Regions from separate parts of the Danio rerio genome. Here region 2 is linked to region 1. The links are chromatin contacts, called in public Hi-C maps. All regions are on one chromosome and are shown on one strand. Each heading gives the region's core, a stretch centred on a gene start, on an enhancer-like site or on the middle of the called end of the contact. The rest is flanking DNA. Distances are from core to core; before and after follow the strand shown.

Region 1 (4,916 bases), core at 1,498-3,997:
TGAAGCTGTAATATCCTGTCCTAACCTACTTAATCCCTAACCCCAACCTCAAAACCATTCAAATACAGTGTTGGTAGCATAATTTAATGGGCAGGATAAAATGTCAGGACACTGGATTTCCCCCACAGTCCCCTGCAGACATGCGGTACAGGTGAATTGGGTAAACATAATTGGCCGTATTGTATGATTGTGTGTATGTGTGTGAATACGAGCGTATGGGTGTTTCCCACTACTAGGTTGCAGCTGGAAGTGCATCCGTTGCATAAAACATATGCAGAATAGTTGGCGGGTCATTCCGCTGTGGTGACCCCTAATAAATAAAGGACTAAGCCGAAGGAAAACGAATGAAAAGTTTATATGAGAAATTGTCACTATTCCCTTAAATCAGCAGTGCCCAATAATGGATGCTGCTGAGTTTTGTTCCAACCTGCCCCAGTGCAATTGACTGTAATGGTCCTACTGAGAACCTTTATTAGCTGGTTCAGGTGTGTTTAATTAGGATTTTAACTCTGTAGTACAGTGGCCCTCCAGGAGCAGGATTTGACACCCCCTGCTTTAACACCACCATTTCAGACCCGACAGCAACATCTGTCAAGGAGCACATAAGCATTTTGCTGCTATATGGTATAAGTGCATATTCGGTTCTAACAAGCTTACTGAGCGACGAAGCTTCCAGTGTGACCTTGGGAAAGCACACAATGAAAAACAAAAGATGTAATTAGACGAGACCCGTTCTGCAAAGAAATCTCACTGATGCTATTGTGCATTTGCAGATAAACCGGTAAGAGCATGTTCAATTCATGTTGTACGCTCATCAGCCTGAAACAATGGGAGGATGAATGTCAAATTGAAGCTTTTAAAGAGTAGAAGATAACATGTGGTGTAATCCAGTGCGTGGGTTAACATCATGTGTTATGGCGTGTGTATGTGTCTCATGAGATCACTGAATGAAAAAAAAAAAGGATTTCATTTTATTACCGCACATATGAGGAGGAGTCTCACATGACACACTCAATGACAAACATATGGCAGCCACAGACAGACATTACTACCTGAATTGAATTTTTGGAAGTTCATTTTCTTTTGAATATGTGGTACCATTAAATCATAGCTAAACATATTTTTGTGTCCTGACAAGCTGGGTAGTTATACGCTGTATGGGTAAGCTAAATTGGCCGTGATGTATGTATGTGAATAAAAGTGTATGGGTGTTTCCCAGTGATGGGTTGCAGCTGGTAGGGCATCCACTCACTAACTGGCAGCAACCTAGCTTTCACATGTGGTTTTCCATCCAGGTACTGACCAAGCGCAGCCCTGCTTAGCTTCAGTGGGCAACCATGTAAGAGTTGCAGAGAGCTAGCTGCTGGCTAGGATTTAAGACCTATACTGTATATCAACGTTAAATATATGTCAGTAAGTGCTCTATTTTTTACTAAAGTTTTATTTTTGTAAATATTCAAGGCTTATTTGATTATAATCAGTTTTACACCACCTGTATTTTGTTGTACAAACACTTCTTCATGGCTTACACGTTATGCTGGTGGTGTTAATATGATCGTTTTGCAAATATTCGACTTAAATGGTCTCATTTAATAGATTTTCCTCATATGCTTCTTAGGAATTGTACAAAAATGTGCATTAGTAAAGTTTTAATGCTGGCTGAAATGAACATTTTAAAAGTAAATGTGAATATAAACATACTTTTTCCCTTTTTGTTGTAGTTTTACAAAAAAAAAAAAAAAAAATAAATTAGATGAACAGTTGCCAGTAAAGTCACTAAAGTTAGCCAATCTGCTTTCTGCTGTCTTACGCTATCTGTTAAACTTTTGGTAAAGCAACAATTGATTTGGACAGAATAATAATAATAATTATTATTATTATGCCTATCATTAGTTTGTAGTATTTTCATAGCAATTTAAACTACACCTTCAGTGTGTACAACAAGAAGCAAAAAGGAGCTTTGACTGTATCTGCGGAAGAATGACATCAGATATATCAGGTTTCTACTTTTTTTTTGTGCTTGAATGTTAAAACGGCTCTTCTATGAATTGCCAGTCACTGATATGGTCAAATTCAGTTTGAGACCGCTGCCATAATGTCTCAACCAGGGGTGTGAGATTGGCCAGGATTACCTGTTTGATCGGTTGTACACTCTTACAAAAAAGTACAATAGGTTGCATATTGGTGTCCTAAAACCCCAAAGTACACATATTACCTAAAAAGCACGGAAGTGAACCCAAAAATGAAAAAAGACTGCCGCGATGACAGCTCTTGTACCTTTATAAATGGATAGAAAATGGAGAGTGTTTGTAAACAGTCATTTCATTCCTCTCAAGCCATTATCTTGTCATTGTTGGTTGTGCAATGGTGACTAAGATCCAGGAACCAAACCCTGGTAAAATAGCCTTTGGCGAAAGTTTCCATTTGTTTACAGAACGAAAGTGAAAGCTCCCGTCTGGGAAACAATTGAAATACTAAAGACATCATTTTTTTTCTTGCCTCCCTCGCTGCCCTAGTTCTCTATGTTCTGTGTTCCCTCTCGATATCTTGTTTTGGGTCTCATGCTGTTGTGTGTATCTATGCTGATCGTGGCTTTTCCATCACAAACCCTCCTCAATCTTCCATTCAATCTCTCTCTCTCAGTTAAATATTAATTACACAGCGAGTGTCCTGCAGGCAGGGTGCAGAAGTACAATGGATCGGAGCAAGGCTCTGTGCGTGAACTGGTAATGAGAAAAAGCAGGGGGATCGTGTCTACCTCCATCTGCCTACAGGGCCCAAAGCCCTCATCTCCCTCAAGCTATTAACATTAATGAGTAGGCCCCCATTGGAATTCTGGGTATTGTAGTTGGTGTGCGATATGGCTCTTGCCCAAGCTGGTGCTGTATTTGCTGATCAAGCAGATCGGTTATTTGGTTTGATCTGTAGCAGTAATACAAGACCATGAGAAGCATGTTAGCGAGGAAGGCTGAGTCAGTTTCCAGGTCTAATCAATGCGGAGTTGTGTGATTTGATTTAAATGTAATAACTGGCTGTTCTGTATGTATTCCCGTGCTAAAAGCTGGAGGGTGGGGAGAAAGGGTTATCACAGCCCCATCTTACTCCAGCTGGGTCTACATGTTTTTCTTCATTGACTATTCTCTATTTGATCTATCATTTATCTGTATTTCCTTTATTGCTACTGCCATTTGTGAAATCCCTAACCATCATGACAGCATGGGGTTTGTTGAAGTGCATTGGTACTTTGGTAATTACAAGCCTGGTGCACAATAAAAACATGCAAAATTATACACACTACAAAATGACTTTTGTCGCTTGTTCACAATATTTATTTAAAAGGATTTGACAGGTTTTTGGGACATTTTAATTGTTTTATGTTTAACCACCTTAAATTTGTAAAATAAATAAGTTAACTTAATCTATTTATGTTGGGCAACGTAATACGGCAACCGTTACAACAGCACGCAGTAATTGTGTGTAACCCAGCATTTAGAATTCATTGGAGGAAGAATCTTGAGTTATATCTTAAGTAGAAATTCTGCAATGTATCGGTCACTAAACTTAATCGTCTTATCTTCAGTGCATATGCCAATAAATGCTATAGTGATGGTTAACTTGCATGGAAAAAATGAGCTACACCCATTTTAATTATTCTCAGAGAAAAATCATTAAATTCTTGCATAATGAAAAATAAAAACTTTCCAAAATATTAGACCTGAATATGTATAAAATATCAGATGTGTGTCAAGAAAGCAAGTTTGGGCTATATTATTTTGGACAATAAAAGAAATGGGCTACACTTTAGAAACATTTCTGGAGCAGCAAAATTTACCATTTGTGCTCAGCATAATTGAGTACAGCCCTTTTTGAAGATGTAGAATATTTATATCCATTTCTTAGTGAATATAGTCAATGAATTTTGGTTCATTTAAACAAAGCAGATTCATTAAACAGATATATTTATTAACATAATATTTTAGTAACCAAACATATTTAGAAATTGAAAGTTAATACAATAAAATTTAAGCAAAATATTGAAAAAACTATATATATATATTTTTTTGCTTTTCTTATTTTTTCCTCTTTAAAAAATGTATTTAATATTTTTCTATAACATAAATTTGCTTGTACTAGTTTTTGGACTGTTATTAAGTTATTTTGTTAAATAAGCTCGAGATTTGGCCTCAGTATTAACTAATCTAATGTATATGCACAAATATAATATAGGATAGCTTTCTATTAAATATGAATATGAATTTTAAAGATAGATTTGTGAGGGGTGTACTTATATATGCTGAGCACTGTTGCAACAGCACTGGCTTTGTTTGTTAAGTTTATTAAATAAATATGTTCTATTAAATGTCAATTAAAGATTACTGTTGTTAATTTAAGTATCGAATAGCAAAAATCATCTTTGAAGATGGTCTTGTTGTCATTTTTTTATTTTAACTTGTGCATCTTTTACAATTTTGGACAGTTGAATGTTAATTGAGTCCAATCCATATTCTGCAAAATAAATTTAATGTAAAACAAGTAGCTTTTACTATATAGTTCTTGTACGTGTATTGGAAATGGGCGAAAGTTTTTTTTTTGTAAAAATTGGTATTGGCTTAAAAAAAACCAGTGCATCCCTAATTTTGAGTCTGAAAAAGCACAGAGATTTGGAGTTTTTTTTTTTTTTCTGAAAAAGATCCAAAACACCTTCACTGACTATTATAGCACTAAGTGTTAGTTAATTCTTATTTATCTTCTCTGCAATTTAGACCATTGTAAAATATAACTAAAGGTACAGTACCATGTTGCTAATTTGATTTGGTCATATTGTATTGCTTTAATGGCAATACAGACATGTATCACAGTATAAAATGAACCCTTCATTTGGGAATAAATACTGTGGTACCACAGTTAGGCATGAG
Region 2 (4,916 bases), core at 779-3,278, 35 kb before region 1:
TGTTCTTTTCACACCACACTGGTTGCTTTGGTCTGAACCAGTTGAAAAGAACCAAAATACAGTCATGTTACAAAATCCACATCACTTATTGGCCAGATCTTATTAAATGTATTTCCTGAACTGCTTTTCGATTGGTCAGAATTAATGTGCAGGAGAATGCCAATGGAAATCCTGCAAGTAAACAAACCGGCAGACACAAAATGTCCCTTTTTACTACGGAGGGATGACTGCACTGGCTGATTATATACCTGGTCATAGTATACTATATAGTTTGTATACATCACTTTAGACAAACTATACAGTTTAAGGAAACAGTGTTTTAATGCAATGCAAATGGCGAAGGCGCATTGCAAGTCACTTCAGAAGGAGGCGTGAATTAATTTAGCTAAACTGCGACATGGTCCGGAAATATTACCAACGATCCATAAGGCAATGTTTTTCCCTCTCTCTCTCTCTCTCTCTCTCTCTCTCTCTCTCTCTCTCTCTCTCTCTCTCTCTCTCTCTTTATTTAAAGTTGTTGGTAAAGTGCTGTCAACAAATATGTTTCCTCCACACCCCATAAGATGGGACAAAGCATCGGACTACGGCAGCTGGATTAGTCCAAAAAGGTGCAGTACTTTTTGCTGTTGTGTCTGTTTTAGTGCAGATCATGTTCTCACCACAAACAAACTGCTCCAGCGTTTCTTTGAAAACATTAGGTGAGAAAGTGGACCAAAAAAGCGTACCGAGAACTCCTTGAAGAGGTGGTCTCAGTATGCTTTTTTGGTCTACTTTTGGTGCATGCACGAGTGCGATTGCTACATTCAAACCTGCCCAAAAGAACTGCACCAAGGAGAAAAACAACTCTAGTGTGATTCAACGGAACTAAATAAGGCGTGTGAAAACACCCTAAGTGTGATTGGTTGCTTAACCTGCCAGTCAGATTACCTGCCAGACAGAAATCTCTAAAGGATTTTGAGGAAATAATGCAGTAATATCAATTGTCCACTGTATTTGTTTGCCTTTTGTTTTTGTAATTAGGTTTATAAAAAATTCCATCAAAGTTTTTTATCAGCTTTTGTGTATCAGTTATTAGCTTCTAAGTAAAAAAAGTAATTGGCTATCAATTTTCAAACAAATACATCCCTAAAATAAGCATGTATTTGTATTTATAATTTTAAAAGATTTAATAGATTCATTGGTAATAAATAAAATGGACCCAGAAGTATCTGTCTATTAGAAATTACTGCTTAAGATAACACCTACTCATTTTCATGACTACTTTGTTAAAAAGTTAAGAGTAATGACTACTCTTAAAAAGACTACTTTGTTAAAATGATCAATCCTAAATTGACCAAATACTATTGCTGCCAAGTAGCAACTTGGAAATATACAATAGTACACTCTGCTCGTTTAATTTAATAGTAATGCAGCGGCTAGACATTCTAAAACTTTAATTGAATACCTCTGACATAAAACCTTGCATTGAACAAACTGTACTTCTAACTCTCCTAGCAATATTTCTCAGTTAAATTAAATATGCTGTCCACTATGGAAGGTCTGTGATGGCCACTTTGTAGAGACAATATAATGCATTTAAATAACACCCCAGTGGTCCATAAATTATTTTGTTTGTAGCATGTTGATATCAGAGCAAAATTAGTCTTTTTATTTTATTTATTTTTTAGTAAAACTGAACAATTTTTAGCTGGTTTGTAAATTTGGTGTGTGATTAGAATCCAGTGAGACACATCTCTGGGTAAATTCATCCACAAACACCAACCCATTCAGAGGTGTTTATCTCCAGACCCCCATGGCTTGTCGTGAATAATATCCAAGCATGATTCATTGCCCAATTTCACTCAGCACCCAGTCCCTTCAACCACCAATCACAGCATTGTGTTTAAGCAGACCCCCACCTACCTAATTCCATTTCCACCAATCACAACAAGCTTTCCAATCACTCAGATCACGTTTGATTGAGTGCAGCTGCCCCTCTGGGTGAAAGGAAAACCATAGACGCAAAAAAAAAAAAAAAAAACCATTAGGCTGACACGAACCACAGATATGGCAGATAAAGATTCACAGGTCAGCGCCTGCCATTGAGTCTGCTCTCTGGGGTAGAGCTAATCCAGTCGGCCCTGCTGAGCAATGACCCAGTGCTTTGAGAGATAACAGGACAGCTGGTGTTAAAATCTCCTGCCACTCTGATGCCGAATATGATTCTGACCATGAAATAAACAAAGGCACGAAAGTAGATGTGAATGCTTAGTCATGAAATCGCAAGGATGTAGTAAGATATGTAACACACATTCTTGGTGGTACAGTACCATGGTGGTGGTACCCGGCCTTCATCTTCAAGGGGGCAAAAGAAATACTGAGGTGCAATGTCTGTGGCTTTTGACTTAACATCCACTAAATAAGGTATTATGCAAATATTTAGTCAGCCAATCACATAGAAGCAACTCAGCATATAGCTATGATCAAAGAAATGTGCTGAAATTTTCACCCCCATTCAGTTTTAAGGGACAGTGGGAAGGGGTTGGTGAATGCATATGTCTGGGTTACTGTTAAAATTACATTACAAACATCTGTTTTAACACTGTTATGCTTGAGATTTAAGTCTTGTCCATCGGCTTAGACACAGCCAAACACACACAGTCCTGTGACCTTTTCCTTCGGTTCATCCAGGGGTCCTGATTTTAAGATGTTGTCCATCTGCTGCCCATGTGGTTTTGTTGTCCCTTGATCCCACCTTAAGCTGTCTTAATGCCCCTATCATGCCCTTATCTCCCAGAAATCCGTCTATGCATTATCCCTTCATCTATCCTTGCTGTCTTACACCACCCAAATCTCCACCAAATCCCCATATCTGTCATTGCTGGCCTACATCCCAACATATTAGATCTGAAGCAATTTCTGTTTCTTAGATTCTCTCTCCCGGTCTCTGTCTGCCTCTCTTCAAACACACCCACACACAATCTCTGGTGTTTAACAAGCACATATGCAGGTCAAATGAGGTACTGGATCTCATACAACTCTATTAGCAACAAAGCCAAGCCGATGTTGTGAATATTTCTGAGGCTTAAATAGTTAAATATGTTTAAATGTACATCCAGTTTCACATGATTTGAGTACTTCTCATCTTAGATCTGCTCCTTTGCCCTGAAAGATGACCCTAAAGTCAGCATGAAATCCAAACTTACAATGTGTATTTTGGTAGCTCATGTTATTATTCATTTTCCTTCAGCAGAATGAAACGGCAACTTATCCAGCATATGTTTTACACAGCGGATGCCCTTCCAGCTGCAATTCAGTACTGGGAAACACCCATACACTCTCACATTCACATTATCTTAGTTTATTCAATTCACCTATGCCCATATCCAAACACGTGATTGGAAAACGGGCCTGATCACATGGTTTCAGACTCAAATCGAGAATATATATATATATATATATATATATATATATATATATATATATATATATATATATATATATATATATATATATATATATATATATATATATATATACACACACACACATACATACATACACACACATATATATATATAATTCATTTATTAATTTCATAAAGGTATTGTGTTAGTTTATTGTTGCTGTATATTGTTTTCATACTCAAGCTGTAAAGAAACATGTTTAAGGGTTAAATGCAAAAGATTTTAGGATGCTGAAGCAATTTTTGTTTTTGCTTTTTTGTTTTTGAATATATTCAGCTGGTTTATCATCTTGTGATTTTTTTTCATGTTTGTGCTGCTGGTCTGACTTAAATAAATTACTTTTTAAATTTTTATTTTTTATTTAAGTCTGTCTTGTGTTTTTATTGTGAATGGAAATTACTTAAAACTGTGATGCTGATCAACAGTGTATTATTCATGCAGCACTGAAGTGACGTTATGAGAGAACTAATTGGAGCATTACAAATGTTCGTTGAAAAAGTAACTAAAAAATTACTTTTAACTGTAAGGCATTCTTTTTTAGTGTAAGTTATTGAGTTACTTTTTGAATTTAGTTAGTAACTAGTTGCTATTTTTCAGTATTTAGTACAACAGTGGATTTAGAAGCCAGCAGTTTTTACTTTGTATAGTCTACAATGATGGAAGAATTCACTACACAACCTTGAACTCGGCCAGTCACAGATAAAGCAAAAGGAAAGTCACTGTAAATAAACTCGGTGTGAAGTTGAGAGTTCTTATCTCCAAAATTTTGAGTATCTGAGTCACTGTCCTGCAGCGTTTTGAGGAACTGCAGCACAGGGTTAGTGCTCAGACCGCATTGGCCACGAATCTGGAACAGTTGATTAATTTACTATGCATGGAAAGATGTGCTCTGAATTATGAACTGTATTCTCAGTGTGATGTCACACCCCATCATTTTTTAATCTAAGCTAAATTTTAATGTGTTTAGCAATTTGCTCGAATGTGCTAAGTGGGATAAAAAGAAGAAAGCGTATATAGAAAGCACATCTATATGAAGACATTTTCACAGGTGAGCAAGCGGTCATGTTTTGTCAGCTTATCAAGAGCTTCATTCATCGAATCAATGTTATTGACCTTCTGAGTATGCAAATAAGAATGTTAACTCAAGCTTTACAAATGTACAGTGTGACATTTTAAACCTCTTGTATAATCTCAGCAGTCTTGGCATCGGGCCCCAATCCTCCCTCTTTTCAGCTGTTTCTGTCTCGTTCAGTCTTTTCAGTGCACTTGTGTCTCCCTCTTGAGCTATGCAGGCACATTTAGGTGTAATGACTCTTGACTGAAGTCTGTAGTCTTGTATGGCTACCTTCTGCTTCGTAATGAGGGTCTATATGGACCTTTAAAGTCAACATGAATGATACTCCTTTTCACATGCGGTGTACAGCAAGGTTATTATAGTTTAGCATTTCGTTAATTAGATACTATTTTTCA

What was found. A called contact is a pair of places that touch in the nucleus more often than the background predicts.
Region 2: a contact with region 1 is called in a Hi-C map of embryo, with 2.2 times the contacts expected there. The contact joins two enhancer-like sites. A contact is called at or near these places in 8 of 18 Hi-C or Micro-C datasets (caudal fin, embryo, hematopoietic stem cells and 1 more).

Annotation. Positions count from the first base shown.
Region 1 is chr10:10,843,157-10,848,072 of GRCz12tu, reverse strand. The region is part of intron 3 of sh2d3ca (SH2 domain containing 3Ca); the gene reads right to left. Among named protein-coding and RNA genes, the nearest start is that of sh2d3ca, 26 kb to the right of the region's middle. Within about 2 kb of position 2,747, at least 9 of the 62 cell types and tissues checked have an H3K27ac peak or open chromatin away from gene starts, as enhancers often do.
Region 2 is chr10:10,877,628-10,882,543 of GRCz12tu, reverse strand. All of the region lies in intron 3 of sh2d3ca (SH2 domain containing 3Ca), which reads right to left. Among named protein-coding and RNA genes, the nearest start is that of sh2d3ca, 60 kb to the right of the region's middle. Within about 2 kb of position 2,028, at least 16 of the 62 cell types and tissues checked have an H3K27ac peak or open chromatin away from gene starts, as enhancers often do.